2 separate regions of the Anas platyrhynchos genome follow, and region 2 is linked to region 1. Evidence: chromatin contacts called from public Hi-C data. All regions are on one chromosome and are shown on one strand. The core of a region is the stretch at or near the end of the contact, and the rest is flanking DNA. Distances in the headings are between cores, read along the strand shown. Region 1 has its middle 4.9 kb from the start of VILL. Region 2 has its middle 10 kb from the start of GARS1.

Evidence for each region. Hi-C and Micro-C count contacts between places; a contact is called where the count stands out from the background.
Region 2: a contact with region 1 is called in a Hi-C map of liver, with 2.4 times the contacts expected there. The contact joins two enhancer-like sites. A contact is called at or near these places in 2 of 8 Hi-C or Micro-C datasets (liver and subcutaneous adipose tissue).

Annotation. Positions count from the first base shown.
Region 1 is chr2:154,759,818-154,762,517 of IASCAAS_PekinDuck_T2T, reverse strand. No RefSeq gene overlaps it. Among named protein-coding and RNA genes, the nearest start is that of VILL, 4.9 kb to the right of the region's middle. Within about 2 kb of position 1,362, at least 3 of the 8 cell types and tissues checked have an H3K27ac peak or open chromatin away from gene starts, as enhancers often do. A contact at or near this core is called in subcutaneous adipose tissue, where this site is marked.
Region 2 is chr2:154,961,427-154,964,126 of IASCAAS_PekinDuck_T2T, reverse strand. No RefSeq gene overlaps it. Among named protein-coding and RNA genes, the nearest start is that of GARS1, 10 kb to the left of the region's middle. Within about 2 kb of position 1,411, at least 8 of the 8 cell types and tissues checked have an H3K27ac peak or open chromatin away from gene starts, as enhancers often do. A contact at or near this core is called in subcutaneous adipose tissue, where this site is marked.

The DNA of each region.
Region 1 (2,700 bases), core at 113-2,612:
TGATGTACGGCCCCATGGGTTGTGCGGAGGACACAGGAGAGCTGGGCTTCACCTCTGGCTTTGACTTTCTGAAGATCTTTAGTGACAAAGAGATTTAACTCTCCAGGCCCTGATGTTGCCTAAAACACAGCTGCAGGAGTTCTGCAATCATTGAAGCAACCAGAACAGCACAAACCAAGTTGTTTCCCTCAAACAGTTTTCACGCCTTTCATCTCCCATCTTTTGAGGGGAAAACCAGAAAATCTCTGTGGGTTCTGCCCACCTGCTTAACATCCTATTTGTGTTCCTGGGGCTGATCTGCAAGAGGCAGGTGGAGATGATGCTGAGAAGTCCCCAGACCATGCAGAGGTGTGCCCAGCACCACCCGAGCTCCTTCCAGCACCATGACGTGTTCAACGTCAATTCACTGGGGGTAATGAAGCAAGTTGAGCACCCTTTGGGGACCATGAAGGGCAGGGAGGGGTGATATTTAACAGGGTGACAATTTCTCAGCCCGGAGGGCGATTCATTTCTCCTGCTCCTTCCTGGTTGGCATACAGAGGGCTGCATTCCTGCAAACAATAGCTCGGCCAGCCTCAGCTACCTGCCATGCCCGCAGCCCTGCAGACACGGTCCTGCTGCTGCCTGCAGGTCCTGGGGATCAGCAGCTTGACCCCTTTGTCTACTAGGGTTTGAAATCCATTGGCTGTGACACTGATTCCATGGGGGTGACTGCTGTGTTGGCAGAAGGACAGGGCTTTGGGATTTCAGCAGAGGGTGCCTGGGGAGTCACAGCAGCAGCCAGGTCGCCGAAATGACAGGGATTAAAAATTAAGCTTGGGAGGGAGGGTGGGGTGATTTTGTGGGCGCTCAGGTATAGTCACCGACGCAAGCAGTCAGGTTTCCCACAGTAGATAAAACCACTGGTCTGCCTGAATGCTAAAAATAAATGGTGAGGGTGAGAGCTCCAGCAGCCTTTGCCACCGGGGCATGTCTCCTGCAAACTGCTGGGGACCCACACCGACTTTCTGCTTTGTGCACAGGCTTCCCATGTAATTGTGGCCCAAAAGGCATAAATAACCTCCTTTTCTCCATCCTACTTGTTCATGGTGCAACTCCCATGCCAGGACAGACCCCAGGATCTCCGGGGATGTGAGCACCACGACATGAGCAAGTTGCTCCTCCACCAAGGGCTGCCATGGTCACACAGCCATTAACTGGTGCTGGCACGGCCCTGCCTTCCCTGCGTGTGCAGTCCTTGCTGTGAAATGTCTGCTTTCTGCTGGATTCAGCTGCCGCTGGAAACTGCTGAGGCTTTGCTCGATGACCCTGACCAAAGCGTGCTGGAATTCGCTGGGTTTCAGACGGTTTTCATTAGGGCTGCGAGAGAGCCCCTGAGGTTTTGTGAAATTCCTGAGCTATCCGTACGGCAATGTGCAGGGCTGGCCGGTTGGTAGGGATGTTTGGTTTTGCTGCTCCTCCCTGCTCTCTGCCTTCCTCTCCTCCTTCTCTTCCCCGTCAAGGTAGGCTCTGCTCTCCCTAGGGGAACATCTGCTCCGTGCTGCGGCTGAGGACTGAAGACTAAGTGGTGACAGGACACTTAGGAGGAGGTTCGCCTTCGTGACCAAGTCAGCAGGCTGGTGCTTGGGTGATTTGGGCTTATTTAGGCCTTTATTACTCAGTTCCCACATTAATACTGCTGGGGAGACCTTATCCATCTCCCTGCTACTGATTGAAGACTGACGTGAGAGAGGTAAACACAGGGCCAGGCTCCCACAATCGCTCACCCTGGGAGGATCAGTTTAGGTGTCTGCGCTTGCTTTGTAAAGGGCTGAATCAGGATTTGAGATCTCTAAAGGAAGTCGGTAATTTAGTAAGGGTTATTAACAGCTGACAGCCCCGAACCTCAGCTCAGCTGGTTGCAGTTTATGTAAAACCAAGGAAAACACTCAGGGAAAGGAATGCAATAGCTCGGTTCTCCTGCACATCATTCCCCCGGGGTTAGACTCTGTATAGATCACCGCATTGCCTTGAAGCTCACCCCTTTAGGTTCTCCATCTCTTTCCTTAAAGGGCCAAGTTGACACGGAGTGCTTCCCCAAAGCCTTTTGGCTTTCTGGAGAAACAGAGCCGTTTTCTGAAGCAGTAGAAAATGGAAGCACAAACCTCATCCATCCTAGCAGGCACCCAGCCAATGACCTGAAGGACATCTGATGCCCAAACTCCACACCTGCATTAGGGGTAGGGTCTGACGGTGACATGGGGTGAGGGGTCTGGGGGCCTTCTGGAAGCCTCCCCAGATGAGGCAATGCCCTGAAAATGGCCGGATCTGTGCTGGGGCCCCACTGCCGCATTCCTCCTCTCCGTTCCCTCTGGAAAGCTGCCAGGGCCTCTGTTTGCCCATGCCACGCCGCACGGCCCCACCTGGGCCATCCTGTTTGCTCAGCACACCTGTTAATTCTTGGCACGAGCGAGCAAGTGGAGAAGGGAACAGAGCAGAGGATCCCGTGCCCCCCGTGCCCCCAGGCAGGGCCAGCAAAACTGATTGACCTCCCAAAGGTGAGGAGCAGCTCCCTGAGGATTTTCCTCCACATCTTTCCAAATATAATTTTGGAAAACAAAATTTGGTGCATCACAGAACCTTGCAAAGCCTTCGGTAGTGGTCAGTGCTCACACAACGAGGCCAGGGGAGGGCTGGTATGGCCACGTCCTTCAACGTCGC
Region 2 (2,700 bases), core at 162-2,661, 200 kb before region 1:
CCAGCTCCTCGCAGTTCATCTCTCCAGATTTCCTAGTATTTGTTCTCTCGTTCTGGGAAGAGGAGAGAGCTGCAAGAGGCCCATCTCACAGGGACGATCGGAGAAAGGAAAGGCCATTGTGCGAAAGAATTTGGTATTTCAGGGTTTGTTTTCCTTCTGACAAAGAACAAAACAGCACCATGTCAAAACCCTCCATAAGGCAAAACAGAACAACAGCACCGAAGAAAAACAAAACTAGCAGCGGTGCTCGCTTTGGATGTGACTGGAGGAAGTGTTTCTCCTCGCTTTTTGCCTTTCCCATCTCAGAATACCGACCGCTGCAACTATGTCAGGAAAAGGGGGAGAAAAAAAGGGAAATGAAATCCAGGTCGGAGCCGAGAAGGGAACCTTTCCCTGCACCAAGGTCCAGGTGGGCTCTGGGCACTGTCAGAGTCCTGCTTCCCACCCGGGTGGGTTCCCAGACCCAAATCTTTCTGCCCTAGCTGGGTGTGCGCCCTAAGTGGCAGCAGCCCACCAGGACAGCAGCAGCGCTGCTTGCACCCGCTCCCCTGGGGCAGAAGGACTTGTGTGGGGCAGAGGCGAGACATTTTGGAAAGGTGGGGTGCAAGGCTTGGCTCCCACTGATGCAACGGGGGGAAGGCACAGATGTGTGTGGTGTTTTGGGTCAGACCCTTCACGGAAGGAGCTCCCAGCCCAGCTTCCCATCCTCCCTGCTGTCCTGGATGGTTTTAGGTCTCCCCTGGTGCTTTCAGCCCCTGGGATGATGCCGTTTTGGGGGCACCGGGGCTTGGACGTTGTCTCCCCAGGGGGTGACCCGCTTGCAGCTCGCCGCCGCCTCTCTCCGCCAGCGTTTTCGGAGAGCTTGGCGCGGCGCCCAGCAGCCTTTCACTGCTGCCTTTTCATCCGCCTCAATTCCCTGCCTTCCCTCTCTTGCTCCTCGCGAGGAACAGAGGCAGAGCTTGTTCCAGCAGCCGGGCCCCATCCGCTCCTCCCGAGGAGTGAGGGCCGGGAAGGAGGGACATGGAGGCAAGGGGGCTCTGTCCCACCCCTCCGGGGCCCCGCGGGCGCGCTGCTTCCCAGCAAATACGGTATAAAAAAAAAAAAAAAAAAAAAAAAAAAAAAGCCTTCAGCCTAAAATTGTAAGTCTGATCTCATGACACAGGGTGGCCCTGCATTCCTCACCTCTGACATAACCCGCTGGGAGTGTGCTCGCGGAAAAACACAAACAAGATGTACTGGGCGGCTGGCGGCGGGGCCAGGCGGCTGGCAGATGTGCTGGGTGGGAGAGGAGCCCCCGCAGCCCCACAAACCGCCAGCACGGAGTGTTCCCTGGCGATGTACAGGGGCACGACCCGGCTTCCCCCCCAGCCCGGACCCCAGGCTTTGGGGCCGCGAAGGGCTGGGGGCGGTGGGACGGTGCCTGGGCTGGGAATTATCCAGGAGAGTTGGCTGGTGAACGGCTGAGAGGCGTTTTTAGGGACCTGCGGTGCTTTGGGTTGTTATTTTTTTGGCTTGGGTTTGGGTTTTTTTGTGCCTTAATCGCAGGGGGACCGTGGCGGGGAAGAGACAGAGGGCAGGCTGGAGGTGGCCCGGATGGGATCCCTGGCAGGTTCCTGGGGGGAATGGGCAGGGATGGCAACTGCACATCCCACCCCACACAGGTGTAGGTCCACCAATTCCCCCTTTCCTCCAGATGGGGCACTGGGATTGACTGGTTTGCCAGGGATCACAAGGAGAATCAGACTCACACCACCCCAGGCACAAGGCTCACCTCCCTCCCAGGAAACCCTCCAGCACGCACCAAACCCAGGGCCAGATCCTGCCCAGCACCACGCCGAGCCGGCCTCCCATCTCACCCGCTTGTTTGCTTTTCTTTTGCGAATGCCCTAAACCTTGACGACGACCTATTTTGCCTTCTGTTGCGTAAAGCTCCTTTCCTAGAAAGAGGCTTTGTAACGCTCGCTCCAACCAGCCCAGCTCTCCTCGGCCTGAGCACGTAACAGCAGACTTTAAATGACTGGCAGCCTCAGCTCAGCTCCGAAACATCCCAAAGCCACAGGCAGAAGAGCCGGGAGACTTGCTCAAACCTCACCTGGAGCTGCCAGCCCCGTGTGCCGAGGGAGCAGAGGAGCAGTAACCAGCCTCCAAGCCCCCTCCTCAAACTCCCCTTTTCTTATTTCTTATTTCTTCTTCATCCGTCTGCTCTGGTGCCAACGTTCAACAAAGCTAGGGGAAAGCTTTCCTTCCCTCCAGGCGTTTCTCCCCTGTTACTGCCCTCACATTTCCTGAGCAGTGAAAACATCTGATTATGGTTTTAATTTCACATTTTTTAAAGAAAGGGGGTTGGTTTTTAAATAATTCTCCCCCTTCCTTCACAATGCTTTCAGGGAGGCTGCAACTCCGGCAGAGGATGGCTCACAAAAAAAAAGAAGCAAGAGAAACAATGGTGACAAGAAACGATGGCAACAAGAGCAATAAATGTTCAGATTTGCTCCTTCCATTCCTTTCCTTCTCCATCTCTAACTTCCCACCCTGTTTTTTAAGTTAACTCCAACTCAGCGCTGGTTTATTTTAAGGTGCCAGGCTGCAACCTGAAGCCAGAGACACAAAATGAGCTCAACAAGCCCCTGTTGGCCAGCCGGGAGCACAGGGCAGGGATTAATCCACCAGCAGCAGTGATCGGGGCCGAGGATCTCTGCT